Regions from separate parts of the Hordeum vulgare genome. Here region 1 is linked to region 2. The links are chromatin contacts, called in public Hi-C maps. All regions are on one chromosome and are shown on one strand. Each heading gives the region's core, a stretch centred on a gene start, on an enhancer-like site or on the middle of the called end of the contact. The rest is flanking DNA. Distances are from core to core; before and after follow the strand shown. Region 1 holds the start of LOC123397878 (FCS-Like Zinc finger 6-like). Region 2 holds the start of LOC123395186 (protein NO VEIN-like).

Region 1 (5,076 bases), core at 1,952-4,451, 170 kb before region 2:
GTGTGTGATATGGGGGCCAGTGCTCCCGAAAGACACACCCTTGCTTTTATTCTCACCCTGGGCTTGTTTCAGCATTGTAGAGAATCCCTCAACGCAAAACAAGAATAAGTATGGTGATAACGGATCCCCTTGCCGAAGACCCCGAGAGGGTAAGAAACTCCTAGAGAGACCACCATTGAGTTTAACAGAGAAGCTTGCAGATGTTACACACCTCATGACCATCACAATCCACTCACTCGCAAAGCCGAATTGGCGATGCATTTGCTCGAGGAAGGTCCACTCCACCCTGTCATAGGCCTTCATCATATAAAGTTTTACCGCACAAAGACATTTCTTACTCTTCCTGGTCCTTATCGCATGTACACATTCATAAGCTACAAGCATGTTATCCGTTATCAGACGTCCTGGGACGAACGCACTCTGCTCCTCAGAGATCAAAACAGGAAGAATGCCTTTGAGTCTATTGGCTAGCACCTTAGTGGCAATTTTATAGAGAACATTGCACAAGCTAATCGGTCTGAATTGGGACAACAAATCCGGAGAGTTAACCTTAGGGATCATGACTATCATCGTAGCATTGAAAGACTCCGGAGTTGCTGCCCCCCTTAAAAAGTCTCGAACCGCCCGGCACACATCTCCCCCTACCAACGACCAGTGTCGTTGGTAGAACATGGCCGGTAATCCATCGGGCCCCGGAGCCTTGGTTGGCCCCATTCGAAATAGTGCAGTTTCAATCTCCTCATCAGTAATTGGGGTTGTTAACTTCTCGTTCATCGCTTCGGTAACCAGCTGATCAATGTTGTGTAGAAGTGCATCAGCTCCTGTTGATCCCTCCGATTTGAATAACTTCTCATAAAAGGCCGCCGCAAGTTGTCTCATCTCATCATCCACCGTGCATACAGAGCCATCCTCCCTCCTTAGTGCTCTGACAGTATTCTTTCTCTTCCGATGTGAAGCCCTATTCTGAAAGTACTTCGTGTTCATATCTCCTGCCTTGAGCCATTCCATCCTAGATCGCTGCCTGTACATCACCTCTTCCCTTTCGTAAACCTCCCTAAGTTGCTCCTCAATGTCCCGAACCTCAGTAGTATACCCAGTCACTCCGGCTCTGGCTTTCGCATCCACTAGATCAGATTTCAGTCTTACAATTTGCTTTCGTACAGAACCAAATACTGATTTTGCCCATCGTTGCATGGACCCAGTGACCTTTCCCAGCTTCTGGCAGACTCCAGCTAGGCCTTGACAGACCGAGCCAGCCTCATCCCATGTCTCAGCAACCATCCCTTCATACCCGTCATGTCGGGTCCAGGCCTCCTCAAATCTGAATTGCCCCCTTCCCCTGGTACCAACACATGGAGCTGTCTCCTGCGCTCGAACCAGGATCGCCTGATGGTCTGATTCTTCTGTCATCACATGTTCAACTATGGTTGCCAGAAAGAGGTCTAGGAAGGAAACGGTGCAAGTAGCCCGATCCAACCGAGCCTGAATATTATCGGTGCCACCTACTATTCATATAAACTTTGATCACTTTGCCAAAAAATAAAATAAACTTGATCAGGCTGTAAAGGGTTTAACTGTAAACTTGGATGGAGACAGCATATATACTTGCAGTTGCACATTGGAATAGTTGCTAGAGTTGTCTGAATTTTGTCTTATTGTTGCAATTAGTGCGCAAGTGTTTAGTAGTAGTACTACTAGTAGTAAAGCCCACTGCCGAAGCGCCTCTCACGGTCACGGGATTGATTAATTACCACGCGACTGGTTCAATGATTTTCTTTAACCGCGGCGGCCTCACGAGCACGTAAAACAACAGTGATCACATCTTTTTTGACTGTACACATCGCCAAGACTTGATTACACACTAGGCAAGATAAGGTTGTTTTTCTTTCTCTCTTCACTAAAGTGCAATTTCGTTTAACGCGTTCGGTCTACGCAGTACTACTACATCCATATGAAGCGTCGAAGATGCACAACACAGCCAAACAAGATAAGATCATGAGGCGATGCAGTTAATTAATCGATCAGTAGTGGAGTAGTGTAGAAAGGAACGATCTCAGAAACGGATTCGATCGAGCTCCAAGTACATACTTATAAGATTAATAAAAAAAAAACTATGCAGTCGTACTGAGGCGATGGTCGATCGATCGACCACTGGTGGCTGACGGCCTGCAGAGATCGATTCGTTTTCGAGGCGTTCGTACGTACGAACGTGCGTACGAGTAATACATGCGTCGTAGCGCTGAGAAGCGACAACTTCTAGAGCTGGTAGCTTCGGAAGATGATAGCCTGCCTGCCTGCCTCTCGTGCGCCCTGATCAGGCCGCCGCCACCGTGCCGCCGGTGTCTGTCTTGCCGGAGCGGCCGCGGCTGGTCGCCGGCGCCGGCGCCGGCGACCTTGACGTGCACTTGTCCTTCCACTCCTCGTGCGTTATGTGCTGCTGCCGGCACTCGAGGCTGCAGAAGGCCGCCTCGCCCCTGAAAAATCGTGCAACGGAAGCAGAAGCAGAAGCAAAGCAACGGATTAGTATATTGGATAGTGGTACAACTTGGCCATGGATGCACGTGCATGGAGTGCAGGGGCGGACAGCTAGCTCACGTACTTGTACATGAAGGTGTCGCGGCCGGGGCCGAGGAGGCGGCGGCAGAGGCCGCAGTGGCGGAGGAACGCAGCGGTCTCGACCTTGGAGTAGTCGGCCGAGTTCCGCCGGAGCCCCGCCCGCGCCGGCGCCGCGCGCGCGCGGTACGCCGCGAGCCAGTCCGTCCCGGGGGCACCGCTGCCGCCGCCTAGGGCCGCCAGCCAGTCCTGCCCCCCGTCGGCGCCACCTTCTTCGGCCTGCACCACAGTCCTGGCCTGCTCGTCCTCGTCCTCGTCCTCCAACACCACCGCCAGCACGGACGGCGGCGCGACCTCCGTCAAGCTCGTCGTTCTCCTCATCGCGTTCTTGCAGGCCATACCCCAGCAAGCTCCACCCCACACCACAGCCTAGCTAGCTCCTCCCTTCACCAACAAAACGCCTCCGTGTGCACGATCCACCCTAGCACACGCACGCTCGCATAGTCCGTAAAAAGCGCGAGGAAGCGGGGCTGAGAGGAGGGGACGAGGAGGAGGCGGCGGCCATGGAAGTGCGTCCGTGCGCGTGTGGAGAGGAGGAGACGAGAGGAAGAAGAGGGTGGGAATCTGCGACTGCGAGAGGGTGGGAGGGAGGAAGATAAAAGGGAGGGGAAAGGATCTGGGCCGTCGGATGGGGTCCCATGACCGATCGGATCCACGTCAGCGCACTGATTGTTATTCCCCTGGGCCCTGGGCCCTGGGCCGCTCGTGCTCGCGCCTGATTGCTGCGCGCTTGTTCTCTTCCCGGCGCTCGGTCGGGGGCCTGTCGCAACGTCGTTCGCCGAATTTATTGCGGTTCCAGGCGCCTCTTGCCAAGTTTCATTGGCTGCTCTTTGCTACTACTAGTAGAAGGAGGGTGAACATTATTGTTGGCTTGTGTGACCGAGAAGTTTTTTGTGAAGGACAAAAGAGAGGAGGTGTTATTCAGCAGCTCGATGCATGAGATGAAAGCCGAGTTTGTGGTTGGGTTGCCTAGCAACTGTAGACCCCATATATATTTACTTTGTAATTGAGAAATGACCAATTCAAACCAACAAAATGCATATACGAGGGCCTAACTTGTGTTGAAAAATTGAGAGGGACAACATGCATCATGCTATCATCCAATTCAGCTATCGACATATTTACTATACTTCTTTTTCTTTTCTGCTTTTCGACCCCCTACCTCGCATGCATTAATGGGGCTACTATTAAAAAGTTGGGTGAGCCAGTCGGCTTAGGCTACAGGGCAGCCCAAAATTTGTCACGGTTTTACTTTCACTCCTTTGTCTACTGGTCTTGGACTGGGCGGGCCAAGGCATTGTTTTGTTCATGTGTAGCTCCACCACTACTCTCATGGTTGGGCGTCACAAACAATGACACCGGGAAGTAGACCATGGATCATCTACACTTATGTGCAAGGCCTACACATCTATCACTATTTTGAATTTGCAAAAAAAACGCCGATACGAATGAGAACATCCCTTTGAATGTTGATACAAAATGGTATTCACATTGTCATATCTTTTTTTTTTTGGAAAATTCAAAATTTCTAATTGTTTGGTAAATTTGCTCATCATTCCGACTAGCGAGTATGTAGAAACTTCTTGTCAACATTAATGAAAATGTAATTGCATGGGAAAAGTTGATGATAAATGATATTTTGGCATCATAAATAAACTCAGATTTTGATTCTAGAAAGATGCCTAACCAAAGATTCGAAATGAGAAGGTGGATCCCTTGGGGTGTAGAATCATGACGATGTGATTACTTCAAAAAGTGACACTAGTGCTACGTAAGTAATGATGCACCTTCTTTAGAAGCTATATGTTGCAACTAAAAAAACAAAAAACAAAAATGGATGCACGTATTTTGTGAATTTGATACATGTATGTCTTGAAGACAAATATATACCTAACTGACTACTACACAAAAGGAGCAAATGGAAGGAGAGCCACAAACAACGATAAGTGCACTCAACTTGCAATGTGCATATGTTGTTTCAAAATTTGTGGTGAGTACTTCAACTCTACATTGTACACATAAAAGGGAATATTAGTTCTAGATGTGCAACATATTATGTTCCAAGAGTGTGATTTCTATTTTCGTACTCACATATGCTCTCACTCCATTTGATGTGTCATGTAACTGCAAACTAGTGTGCCCCCTCTTTGGTTATAGACTTAGGATTATGAATTCTAAAATGTAAAACTAGAAAAAAGATGCAAAGCATAATAAACAAAATCTATAGTAGTATGGCAGTGAAACCATGTCTATGTGAACGAAGAAAACCGCTTATGAGGTTGATCAAGTCAATATTATTGCATCATGGTGTTATTCGGCAATGTGCACATTTGTCTTTACCTAAATCATAAACCCCAAGACAACAATGGAAATGTGCATTTGTGTTTGGTACGCATAGGCTGGATGGTTTCCCTTTGCATCACAGGCAAAAAAAATCTAAATGATAACACCCACATGTGTGGA
Region 2 (4,829 bases), core at 289-2,788:
CGTTTGGCCCAAAATGACATGGCCCCACTAAATTTTTGGCCATTTGGCCGCATGGTTTTAGTAATAATTGTTAAATTTTATTCCATTAGCATTCCAACTGTATTGTGCGTTGTAGCTATATGCTTCTGAATCATTTGATATTAATAGTTTCCTCCCATGGTATGCATCCAGTGTTGCACTCGAGTGAAAAAACAATACATGATGTATTTATCCTTTCTACATGTATGTGGAGTTAGCAAGATCTACTTTACATGATTGATGCTGACAATGTGTGATCTTCTTATATATATATTGTTATTCCATGCCAAAAACTTAAAAAGGAGCATTTCTATTTTGCTGTTCTCAGTCGATGCTACATAGATTATTTGAAGGTGTCACATATATTAGTTGATTCCGGACATGTTAAATGATTTCACTTTCATACGATCTTTCATGTTCTTTTGAAAAATTAGTTGAAGCTTCAAGGGACATACATTGAGATAGTGCATGCACCAAGTGTAGACGAGACATGGATTCTACTCACTATTATCATAAATCCAAAGAATTACAAGCTTAGGGGGCTTGTGAGGCTGTACTAGAGTATGATGATAAAGTGCATCATTGCCTTGGGATGGATTACGTTCATCGTGAATAGGTGGACAATGTGATCATATTTTTTACGGGAGAACAATATGACCATATTAAGGATGTTCTGGTGGTGGAAGTAAAAAGTGACAACACTAATGGATTGCTAGTGAATGAAATGATTTATTTCCGTCGTTGTAACACACTGGCATATTTCTACTGATAAACAAAGAATGATAGGCATTTACGATGTTTTTTTTAAAAACAAATGCATCTACTTTTTTTTATCTAAACTAGCAAAAAGGCCCATGCGTTGCAACGGAAGAAAGAAATACCACACGCTCTTAATTTATAAAAAATGGTCTATAATCTAAGAATTTGTAGTTACGACACAAATAAAGATCGTCTTATCCTACAAAAATGCAGTTCAAAATTTCAGAGGTCTTCTATTTTAACACGACTTGCATGTAGATTTAATACGTACAAAGAATCAGTCAAGTGACCTTCAGTTTCATCTCTAATCCTGATTTTGTTGACGTGTTCATCCCTAATCCGGATGAGTACCGGTATGAAAAAAAGACAAATAATGACTTATTTATTAAGATTACACCGTAGATATTATTTTTATTAAACGTTTAACAAATAAAATAATATCATATTTAAATTCTACATATTTTTCTAATCAAATTTCATATATAATATGTTAAATTTGGAGTTATGGTTTAAAAGATATGAGTATTTTAAAAAATATTTAATATATACTACGAGTTTAATTGTCATAAACAGTAAGGACTTTTTTGTAAAATCATCTTGATGGGTTTTCCGACGGAAACAATAGCCTCCTTATTATTAGGTAAAGATAATTGTTGCCGGAAAGAATTGCGGAGGGAGTAGGATCTGGTACTTGGGTTAAAATCCTAGCCGGCTTGTTCTGGCTGGCCTGATATGCGTATCTGAGAGCGACGCACATCCTGACGTTCATCTCTGAATTCCCGGTGGATCGTGCGGTCAATGGGGAATCATTTGCCGAAGAAAAACCCCTGCCCTGCGTAACCGAACCCACAGACCATCGCTGAAGAATTACTACTCTTTAATCCCACCTCTCTATCGTGTCCCCTCTTCTCCCTGGCTCTCTCCCCAATCCCGCTCGAATCCCTACCCAATCTCGATCGTTGGCGAGGATTCCCTCCGCATGCAGGGATGGCGTGGTCTTTCGGCGCTGGACGAGGAAACGGCGGCGACGGCGATGGCCACCGCCGCGGTGTCGGTTTAGGCGGTGGAACCGCTGGTTTCGGCAGCGGCTTCGGCCCGTTCGCCGGCAACTTCGGCAGCGGCGGGGGTAATGCCGGCCAGATCGTGTTTGGTGATGGGAGCGGATCCGGTGGCGATGGCGGCGGCTTCGGCCAGCAAGCCGGCTCCCCTGCTCACCTGGCGGCCGCACTTTCTTCTGGGATCGTGGCCGGCGTCGGATCTCAAGGCGGGCAATGTGCCACAGAGAAGTCGCCGGGCTTCCGCATGCGCGTTGATTCAGATGATGAATTTTCCGACCACGACTGGCCGGACTCTTGGTTTCGGGTGGTGGAACGGCCCACCAAGAAGCGAAAACATGAGGAAAAACCATCTCTCCTCGGTTTTCATAAGCTGCAGGATTGCCCGGACTCCTGGTCCAAACATCCCTCAAAGAAGAAGAAGCAAAAACGTGAAGAAGAACAATACATCCTTAGCTTGGATAAGCTGCAGGAGTTTATAGCAACCTGGAGCGAGCCGTGCCGTCAACATCCAGTTGACACGGTATGCTTTATAAGTTTACATCTAATAATGGTGAATCCATGTTTCGTTCAGATAATAACTAGGGTCTCGAGGAATAATCACCTATGTCTATGTGTATGGTACTTGTTCCATCATAATTCATACTCCATCTGTTCCTAAATATAAGCCCTATAAGCCTTTTTAGAGATTTTAGTATGACTATATAAGGAGCAAAATGGGTGAATCTACACTCTAAAAATGTCTATATACATCCGTATGTAGTCTAAACGGTCAAGTCTCTTTACATCAGTGTATACATCAAAGTTCAATTACATCTGCTTTATTACATCGAAATCTCATGTAGAGTCTTTATTATAAAAATAATATATTTTCAAATATAATAAATTGGATGGAGGCCAACTCATGAGATAAATTACTGCATAAGACGTAGAAAAAAGCGAGTCCATCCGACTCCAAGGGCATATCATCGAACGTAGAACGTTGACTCACTCCTTGCGGAATAAACCTCTGCAACATGACACGTTGCAGCCGTGTAGGTCAGCATTTTTGAATGCTGGAAAATTCACAAGAGAGAATTGGTAAAAATAATTATCTATACTATATGCAAGTATGGCTGGTGGGGCTATAAGTTGAAGTTTTAGCGAAAAGTTGATTTTTCCTATAATAAAGAAGCAAAAACAAAAATATTACTACAAGGTTGGTTGTTAATGAGATGTTTCCGTAAACCAATTCTCATACCCCAATTATTAATAAACTCAATTCATTATTATTTGTTGTGTCGGAGTTCCTGGTAGTTTCAGTTCCAAAGGCTCAACTTGTCTACCAGCTCCTGGTAGTTGTTGAAGGTAGGAACGGTCAACTGAATGCTCAGTTCATCATTAAGTCCCTCCAAAATCTTCTCCTGCTTAGTAGCAGCATCAGCCACATCTGTGGGAGCATATCTGGCCAACAAGTTGAACTCGTCCACGTACCGAGCCACAGAACGGTTGCCCCGGCGTAAGTTGCGAAACCCATGCTTTTTCAAGCTCGTGGCTCCAGCTGAGACATGTGCAGTGCGGAACGCCCGCTTGAATTGATCCCATATCACAGTGGCAATGTGATAAGTGGTGGTGAAGTTCTCCCACCAAGAAGCTGTCGGTCCTTCCAGCTGGTGTGCGGCAAATCGCACATTTTCCGCTTCAGTGCATCCAGTGGTAATCAACTCTCTTTCCATCTTACGGAGCCAATCATTTGCCACCATGGCTCAGTGCCGTTGGAAAAAGATGGTGGATTCAGCCTCAAGAAACGGATGAGGTTGTCGGCCTGTGGTGAAGGGTTGTTGTTGTTGGCTTGGTTCTGGATCAATATCTGCACTGATGCATTCTGCTGCTAAATCAGCTGAGTGAGGTTCGGTGGGAAGTTGGATCCGGGGTCACGTCTCAGAGGCATCTGATGTTTTACAGTGGATGATAATTAGAATAGAACAAGAGTCTAAAGAGAAAATAACAGTACCCATATGCATGCAACAATCATTAACACACCAAATATTCATTTATTAAACTCAGACCTGGTTTAATCTCGGGATACAAGTCTTATGATAAATTGAAACATCGGCCTAATCGCTCAACGAGAAAAAAATAAAGGTAGCATGGTAGTCATGACTAAGTGTCCTCCTCGCAACTTCATATTGGTGCGTCCTCCAATGGTGCTCTCCTTGTAGTCATCATCGTTGCTGGCCATTGACGTCATTCAAGTGAAGATCTTCTCCCTGGTCCAATTTCTTCTCAATGGTTGCAATATAAAGTTTCAAGTTCTTGATCCTCTCTAGAAGATCCTTGACTTCCTCTTCATTCTCGTAGTGGGATTCACGCACTTCATCCTTCAGTGAATTTGAACATCAGCTTTTTGACCATCTTCGTGCTTCTGCCCAGCTGAGTCTCCAGAGTCCTGATGTGAACCCCCAAGTCTTGACGAATGAAATGATGGAGCCGTCATTCCTGGTGCGTACAATCTATCCATTTGCAGTCCTACGAGAGATCATGGTGAGGTCTGATCCGATGAGATCGCCTCTGTACTCCTCCCTGATGCGTCCAAGTGCACGATGAACTGCCATGTACTCAAGAGCCCATCGACTTCCAGTTTGTTTCTCCCACTTGGATTCTTGGGAGAAACATGACAGTTCATCGTGCACTTGGACGCACGAGGGAGAAGTACAGAGGCGATCTCATCGGATCAGACCTGACCATGATCTCCCGCAGGACTGTAGATGGAGAGATCGTACGCACCACGAATGACGGCTCCATCATTTCATTCGTCCAAGACTTGGAGGTTCACATCAGCACTTAGGACACTCAGTTGCGCAGAAGCACGAAGACGATCAGGAAGCTGATGTTCTGTGAAGTTGAACTAGAGGTGGAGCGTGTAGAACCCACTACGGGCATGAAGAGGAAGTCGAGGATTTTCTGGAGAGGATCAAGAACTTGAAACTTTATATTGCAACCATGAAGGAGAAACTG

Evidence for each region. A called contact is a pair of places that touch in the nucleus more often than the background predicts.
Region 1: a Hi-C map of seedling shows a contact between it and region 2, with 3 times the contacts expected there. The contact joins the promoter of LOC123397878 here to the promoter of LOC123395186 in region 2. A contact is called at or near these places in 2 of 6 Hi-C or Micro-C datasets (leaf and seedling).

Annotation. Positions count from the first base shown.
Region 1 is chr5H:405,701,140-405,706,215 of MorexV3_pseudomolecules_assembly, reverse strand. It overlaps LOC123397878 (FCS-Like Zinc finger 6-like), which reads right to left and starts at 3,201. Exons shown (of 2, transcript XM_045092397.1): 1 at 2,600-3,201; 2 at 2,039-2,474. The coding sequence starts at 2,952. The coding sequence ends at 2,315.
Region 2 is chr5H:405,524,914-405,529,742 of MorexV3_pseudomolecules_assembly, reverse strand. LOC123395186 (protein NO VEIN-like) reads left to right here and starts at 1,538. Exons shown (of 11, transcript XM_045090126.1): 1 at 1,538-2,355. The coding sequence starts at 1,765.